Regions from separate parts of the Mus musculus genome. Here region 1 is linked to region 2. Evidence: chromatin contacts called from public Hi-C data. All regions are on one chromosome and are shown on one strand. The core of a region is the stretch at or near the end of the contact, and the rest is flanking DNA. Distances in the headings are between cores, read along the strand shown. Region 1 overlaps Nrxn1 (neurexin I). Region 2 overlaps Nrxn1 (neurexin I).

The links. Hi-C and Micro-C count contacts between places; a contact is called where the count stands out from the background.
Region 1: a Hi-C map of cortical glia shows a contact between it and region 2, with 4 times the contacts expected there. The contact joins two enhancer-like sites. A contact is called at or near these places in 1 of 15 datasets of contacts at CTCF or cohesin (stem cell-derived epiblast-like cells), 20 of 484 Hi-C or Micro-C datasets (the AML12 cell line, the AtT-20 cell line, the C2C12 cell line and 13 more) and 2 of 115 datasets of contacts at active chromatin or transcription factors (extraembryonic endoderm stem cells and neural progenitor cells).

What each region holds. Positions count from the first base shown.
Region 1 is chr17:90,766,481-90,769,890 of GRCm38.p6, reverse strand. The region is part of intron 5 of Nrxn1 (neurexin I); the gene reads left to right. Among named protein-coding and RNA genes, the nearest start is that of 4930480K15Rik, 93 kb to the left of the region's middle. Within about 2 kb of position 1,465, at least 36 of the 459 cell types and tissues checked have an H3K27ac peak or open chromatin away from gene starts, as enhancers often do. A contact at or near this core is called in cortical glia and neural progenitor cells, where this site is marked.
Region 2 is chr17:90,626,938-90,630,715 of GRCm38.p6, reverse strand. Nrxn1 (neurexin I) reads left to right here. Exons shown (of 23, transcript NM_020252.3): 10 at 448-831. Among named protein-coding and RNA genes, the nearest start is that of Gm32337, 170 kb to the right of the region's middle. Within about 2 kb of position 2,060, at least 33 of the 459 cell types and tissues checked have an H3K27ac peak or open chromatin away from gene starts, as enhancers often do. A contact at or near this core is called in cortical glia and neural progenitor cells, where this site is marked.

The sequences.
Region 1 (3,410 bases), core at 216-2,715, 140 kb before region 2:
GAGATAGCTCATCAGTTAAGAGCACTGATTTTTCTTCCAGAGGTCCTGAGTTCAATATCCACCAACCTCATGGTGGCTCACAACCATCTGTAATAGGAGTGTACTTCTGAATATAAAATTAATTCTTAAGGAAGAAGAAGAGGGAGAGAAGAAGCAGGGGGGAGGGGGAGGAGGAGGAGGAGGAGGAGGAGGAGGAGGAGGAGGAGGAGGAGGAGGAGGAGGAGGAGGAAATTTAGAAGAGCAGATGAGGGTTTCTGGTCTTAGAGATGTCTTAGTGCCATGCTTCTGCTACCTGGAACCCTGCTATGGCCTTTTCATCCTGAGAGTCAGTCTCCTCAAACAGTGAGGCAAAATAGATTCTTCCTCCAATAAGCTTCATTTTAATCATGTCAAATATTAACCAAAAAGTAGCTAATTCAATCACCTACCAAGTATATGACTTTAGGCAAGTTTATTATTCATTTTATTTGAGTTTACTTGTTGGGAAATGCCCCTAAATTATATAGGATTTATAAGATGAAAGCAATAACTCTAGGAGCATTATTAATTCCTATAACAAAATTTAGCGTAGAATGGGAATATAGTTCCGTCATAAAGTGTCTTAGTTCAGGTTTCTATTGCTGTAAAGAAACACCATGATAGCAAATCTTATAAGGGAAAACACTTAATTGGGGCTGGCTTTTAGGTCAGAGATTTAGTCAATTATCATGGTGGAAAGCAGGCAAGAGGTCAGGCACGTGCGGCACTGGAAAGGTAGCTAAGAGTTCTACACTGGGGATCCCCACAGGAAGGAGGAAGAAAACAGAGACACTGAAATCTCAAAGTAGGGGGTGCCCTACTGACAAACTTCCTCCAACTAAGCCACATTTACTCTAACAAGGCCTCCTGTCCTAGCAGTGGGACTCTCTGACTTCCTATGGTGACCACTGTGGAGCGATTTTCCATCACATGAAACCACTCAGGTTGAGCCACAGTACCACAAACCCAGGCAAAGAACAAGAAAAGAAACATCCCAAATTTCAGCTGCTGAAGGATTTAAGGACTGAAATTGGGTTCCTTGGTGTAGCCTGCTTACTTATCCTATGCAAGGATAAATTCAAAGACCAACATCACATTATAAATACCACAAAAAATGTCACGCAATTTAATTTAGTATAACTTTATGTCCTTTTAAAGATACATGGTGTGTCTTGAAATAGAGACAGAGCCTACTTGATTAGATAGCAATCACCAAAACAGACTTGAAGTAAGACAGACCAAACATGCTGTGAGTCCTGAATGAGTCTTGAAGAAAATGATACTAACACAGCCTTTTCTTCTTTGTGTTTTTGTCCTCTCCTGAAAGGGTGCTTTTGAGCTCAGGTCAGTCTTTTTTTGCTTTAATTGCCATCTGGACAGTTGGATCTCCTTGGTGCAGAAGCTAGTCTGCGTTGAGTCTAGGACTGCAGCAATCCAAATACTCTCTCTTTTTGTTAATGGGAATTCAGCTTCTTGACAGCTACATTTTTCAGCCCCACAGTCTCATACTGTGGTATTTCACTGGTTTCTCAGTAGCCTGCCCTGGGGGAACAGGGCCATTCTTTTGTTTGTCCTTGTGAAGAATTTCCTGCCTACCACTAATTTGCTGTGCTGTAAAAGCTACCTTATTTACAATTAAATGAAACTGAGTTAGTAATCCTAACTCAGTAGAGGACTTTGATAAAGCCCCTGGGAGTGTTGACATTGTCACCAGCTTTTATTTATTATTATTTTTTTTTTTTTGCTTTTGTTTTGGGATCTTTCCTTTTAATTCTTTGTGGAGATTTAACTGTTATCTCTTAGTTATACCTTTTTACTAAGAGAGAATTTTAAAAAGGTATAGTAAGACTCCTAGGAGCCTTAGCTCACCAGGGGCCCCGCTGAGTGAAGCACGTGGTGCCGGGATCGATGCAAAAAGAAAGAGGAATATATTGTTCCAGTGCACTGGGGTCATCCCAGACCCGAAGGAGAGGCGGTGACCACTAGCACTGGTCAGCGAGTTTTTATATGGTTTCCAGGGGGAGAATAGAGCATCAGCAATGGGGCACAATATGATTGGTGGAACAATGCACCCTTTAAACTGATTGGTCTTTAGGGGACGAGGTGACAAGTACTTCCCTTATCTGAAGGTAGGCAAGAGTCCATCCTGCGAAATGTTTCCCCACCTGCAGTCGGTTCCTCCCTGTTGTCTGAGAAATGTTAACCTGCCTCTCCCTCCCAGAGCAGCAAGTGTTTCACGACCTTCCCAAAGTTCCAAAGCTGACCTTTTCAGTATTTTGAAAGAGGCATTCAATTAGAAACAATAGAGAATTCTGAAAATAACCATGTGATTATTTTGAACAATGCAAAAGTAACTGTAACAGCAACAATGAACAAACACTGTGTTATATTGTGTGATTTTGTGCATCAAAAGACTGCCAAGCATACACGATAAGTACCGAAAAGAAGAAAGAGTTGAAAAAACCTGACTTTTGTTAGAGGGTTCAAAATTACAGTTGGCAACCCAACTTGGAAGGGCATGAATATTGTACAAGTGCTGAATGCATGCCTGAGCTAGGTTGGATCCATGGTTTTTCATTTTCTTGTGATGTCACAATTAGTAAGCTTGATGCTGCAGACAATAAGGACACTACTCTAGGCAAGTAATTGCTATGAGAATTAAAAGATAAAGACAAAATAGAATAAAAAATGAGGGAATGAAATCCAAAAAGTAGGAATGTAGCTAGACAAAGATTTTAGCTTTGTTGAGATTCAGCATCCCAGCCTATAAAGTGGTCCTAAATATTGTTATCCTTTGATAAAAGTATATTATGTAAAGTGTTTTCCCACATGTGGGAAGAAAGTCAATGCTAACATTTATTTTTGAATTTCCCTGAAGCATCTCTGGAAGGTCAGAGTGAGAAGGAGGAGGAGGACAGGAAAATAGCAGCTGCAGGTACCTTACTAGAATAGGGGTAAGTGGGGCTGGACAGGGAAGATATATGATGGAAACTTTTTCTCTGTATACTAATAGTTTTAAAAAGTAAGAGTAGAAGCATTGATTACTCAGAGAAGGAAGAGTGAAAGGAAAGATGTGATTGTGACACTGTAAAGTGTGTCACTGAAAGAAAATTAAAATTCAAGGTCCAAGACTCATGTGGCTTGTGTCAGTTAGTTAGGTGGGCTTTGGGGCCTAGGGCAAAGAACAAAGGCTGTAAAGTCATCCCAGGAGCCTACTAGTTATAGAGATAAGATAGGGAAGACATACCAGGACGCCCAGACTGGCCCCTCTCTCCCGCCCTTCTGACCTGGGTTAAATGGTGCCAATTCTTCCCCTACCCCCACTCTTTTCCTATATAAACCCCTAACTTTTGAGCCTCGTGGTCGATTCCTCTATCTCCTGCGTGGAGCTC
Region 2 (3,778 bases), core at 811-3,310:
ATTGTAGAAAATGTCCACTTTTTTATTGTTTAAAGATGACACTACTATTAGTTGTGTATATACTGTGGTTTTTATGGAATCAAATAGGACCACATTAATTGTAATTTGTTTATTTCTAAAGATATATAATCCCATAGATGACTTCATTTTACTTGGAAGTATTAAACATTGAAATAAAAAAAGAAATGACTATACATATCTGTATGTAGAAATAATTAAATATTTTAAAAAGCCATGATTTTGAAACAGGGCAAGGAGAAGTATATGGTTGGGTTTTGAGGGAGGGAAAACAAAGGGGAAATTATGTAATTATATTTTAATTTAAAATAATAAAAAAGTATAAAAATAGAAATGTGTCTTAAGACACTCTACTGAAGAGAGGGAAAGGAGAGAACCAGAGCTCATTGCATGCCTAAACAACTTCATATTCTCTTGTCTTTGTAACAGGTACCATTTCTGTCAACACACTACGCACTCCCTACACAGCTCCCGGTGAGAGTGAGATCCTGGACCTAGATGATGAGTTGTACCTGGGTGGCTTGCCAGAAAATAAGGCTGGCCTAGTCTTCCCTACCGAGGTGTGGACTGCTCTGCTCAACTACGGCTACGTGGGCTGCATCCGGGACCTATTTATTGATGGCCAGAGCAAAGACATCCGGCAGATGGCGGAAATTCAGAGCACTGCTGGAGTGAAGCCATCCTGCTCAAAAGAGACAGCAAAACCGTGCCTTAGCAATCCTTGCAAAAACAATGGCATGTGCAGAGATGGCTGGAACAGATACGTCTGCGATTGCTCCGGAACAGGCTATCTCGGCAGGTCCTGTGAGAGAGGTAGGCTTTCCAAATTCTAGCAACTAGTCCCCTGCAAGAAACATTTACTAACAGAAACATAGCAGCTTCTCGCGAAGTAACCTGTAGTCCACATCCCAAGACCGGCCATAAGTGAAGCACCTTTAATAATTTTCAAATGGCTTGGTTAAGTGTGTCCACTGCTCTGAAAGTGTGATGAGATGTCTGACTCACAGTGGATGCTTCTTCTGTCTGGTTTTCAACTGCTCACGGTTGTACCTACATATCTAATTTTTTTCTCTGCAGACTATGTATAGTCAAACCCCTCAGAAAAATATAAAGGTACCTGATTTTCTCGTCCTCTCTTTTTGCCAGGAGAGGGATGAGTGTTGAAAACAGAATGAGGATTATGTAAACAGCCAGTCTGTAAAGACCCCTGCTCACAGAAAAACAAAGGCTAGCAAGCATAGCCATCAATCAACCCATGACTTTAAATCAATGGTTTAGTGACTACACTCATTGTCACTTATTTTCTATAATAAAACTAAAAATCAATATGGAAAAAAATATCGATGAGTTGCTCCATCAACCTCTCATGGTACAAATAGCATCTGTCCTTGAGGGACTCAACCTAACCATTACCATGCACTTCTCCTAAAGCCATGCACAGTTACTTGGTTTTCTTCAACCTTAAAAATAGTTCTAATTTAACCTAAAAGTTTAAAAGGACAAGGTAGGCATTTATAAACAGTGATTCAGTGATTTTGGTTGTTTTTTGTTGTTGTTGTTGTTGTTAATCTTAAATACATTAGCTTGTCAGCATGATTGCCAACACTAATACTAACAAAATAGCATAATTATACATTAATCCATGTACCAAAATACCATCATTATTATGTCAGAAATTAAACTAGAGAGGTCAATAGATTGCTTCACAACATGTAAACGTAGTCATTCCCCTTATAGGACTACTGAAATAACTGGGAATTAACATTTGAGCCTAGCTGATTTGTCATCCTTTAGCTTGTATGAGTATACTCTTTATAAATTCCTCTTTGCCTTCTCTTTACTAATTAGTTTGTTTATTTTGTTTTGGAAAACTGCCAAGAGAGAGGAACAAATGACATAGCTCACACAGTAAAATACAGTTAGGCACAATGTGAGATTAGCAGACGTCTGTGAATTAAAATTTGGTTTCAATTTTAATCACTCAAAAACATGCCAGTTATCCGGTGCCTCTTGGTTAAGTGCAGCTAGAGAAAGTGTGTAACTCTACTGCCAAATGAATTGCAAAAGCAGCCAGTTAAATATGCATGGTGTACCACCCTGTGGCAATATCCTGCTACTACTTCTGGCAAAATGAAAATAAAAATGTTAGAGCTTTCTGAGTCAGAAGAGAAGAAAGGGAATATTTATATCCTGCAGTAATTAGATGTAGAGATGGAAATCATATACAGATCTCAAATAAAAGTGTAATAGCAAGCATCATCACTAGGATTTAACATACAGTTTTGATTTATGGTTAGCTAGACATTCCTGCAGATCTCTTTGTCTCTAAGTTAGTCATTACTTGAGAATAAAATAGTGGTATCATATTATTTTTGTTCTGAACTAAAACAGCATATTGCAAGAAGATATTTCTCTTCTAGACTGATGTTTTATCCACATGACTCTGCATATCCTGAGAGCAAGAGTGTTATAAGATGGTTGCCAGGCTCAACACCACAGAATAATGTGCCTTCTGTCCAGGTCTCCGCTGTGCCCTAGTTCAGCAAAAACAAGATCGTCCCTGGACCTTTGAGTTTCAAATTCCAGAGGAAATGTTCAACTCTGTATCCTCTCCAGATACAATCACACCAAACTAGGTTGTTAATCATGAAAGTTCACTGTCAATTCGTGAAATAAAATCACACATATAAAGTTTCTGTTTTAACGTTAAAAATAAATTGTTAGAATGTGGTTCAGTCTATATATGCCACATCATAGAATGATACTGCAGTTATGCTTAATTCCACATTATGAAAGCAAAGAAAAATACATCACAAAAATCTCTGTGACTTACAGAGGAAGATAGTATTTTTCTATACATATTGATGATCTAAGAAAGGCTATTGCAGAAATGGTGTCTTGCATAGATATTAACTATTGCATTTTCTTTATGTGTTTTTTAATGTAATGAGTTTTGAAGGTTAGATCACATAAAAATTATTCTCAGAGATAATGTGAAATAAGAGCACTGGTGCCACCAGAGGTCCACTTCATACTTGTTTGTTAACATTCTAACAGATGGAGGGACAGATTTCAGAGCAATATAATTTGGCTCCCTGTCTGATTTTCATCGTTGATCACAATATGTGACTGCCTTTCAGCAAAACTCAGCACAGGTGTACACTTTAGGCTGAAACCAGGAATACTGCAGAAAGCAAATTTATCAAATCTAATGACAAGGGAGAAGGATATAGAGACGACAAAGTTGAAACTTTTTCCTTCCCTGCTGGGAAGAAATGTCTTGGAATTATCCTACGGAAGGACTCTCTTTTGATGTTCCAAATGATAAAATACTTTTTTGCAAATGTTAAAAGATGCTGCCTAATAGCATAACCTTCAAATGTCAGAATGTTGTCTTACATTTATTTGAAAGTTCTAGACTCCAACCTTGTGCATTTTCTATTTCTTGCCAAATTAAACATCAACTCTAATTATGAGGAATCATTTATGCTTTCAGTTGTCATTTATCAAGTTATCTTCACATTGAGACGTATTTGAAATGGCATACTGGGGCACTCAACTTCTATTACTTTACTACTATGCCATTCCTGACTCGTTTTGGACAACAGTAAAGGCTAATGAGCTGAAATTTTTTTCTACTCTGGGTTATAGTTCAAAATATATTTGACTAATTGTTGATTGTATATTTCTAAAAAGATGAGTTTTCAACTTAGTGTTCAAATTGAGCTATTTATAAATAAAAATGAAATTATTTCAAATA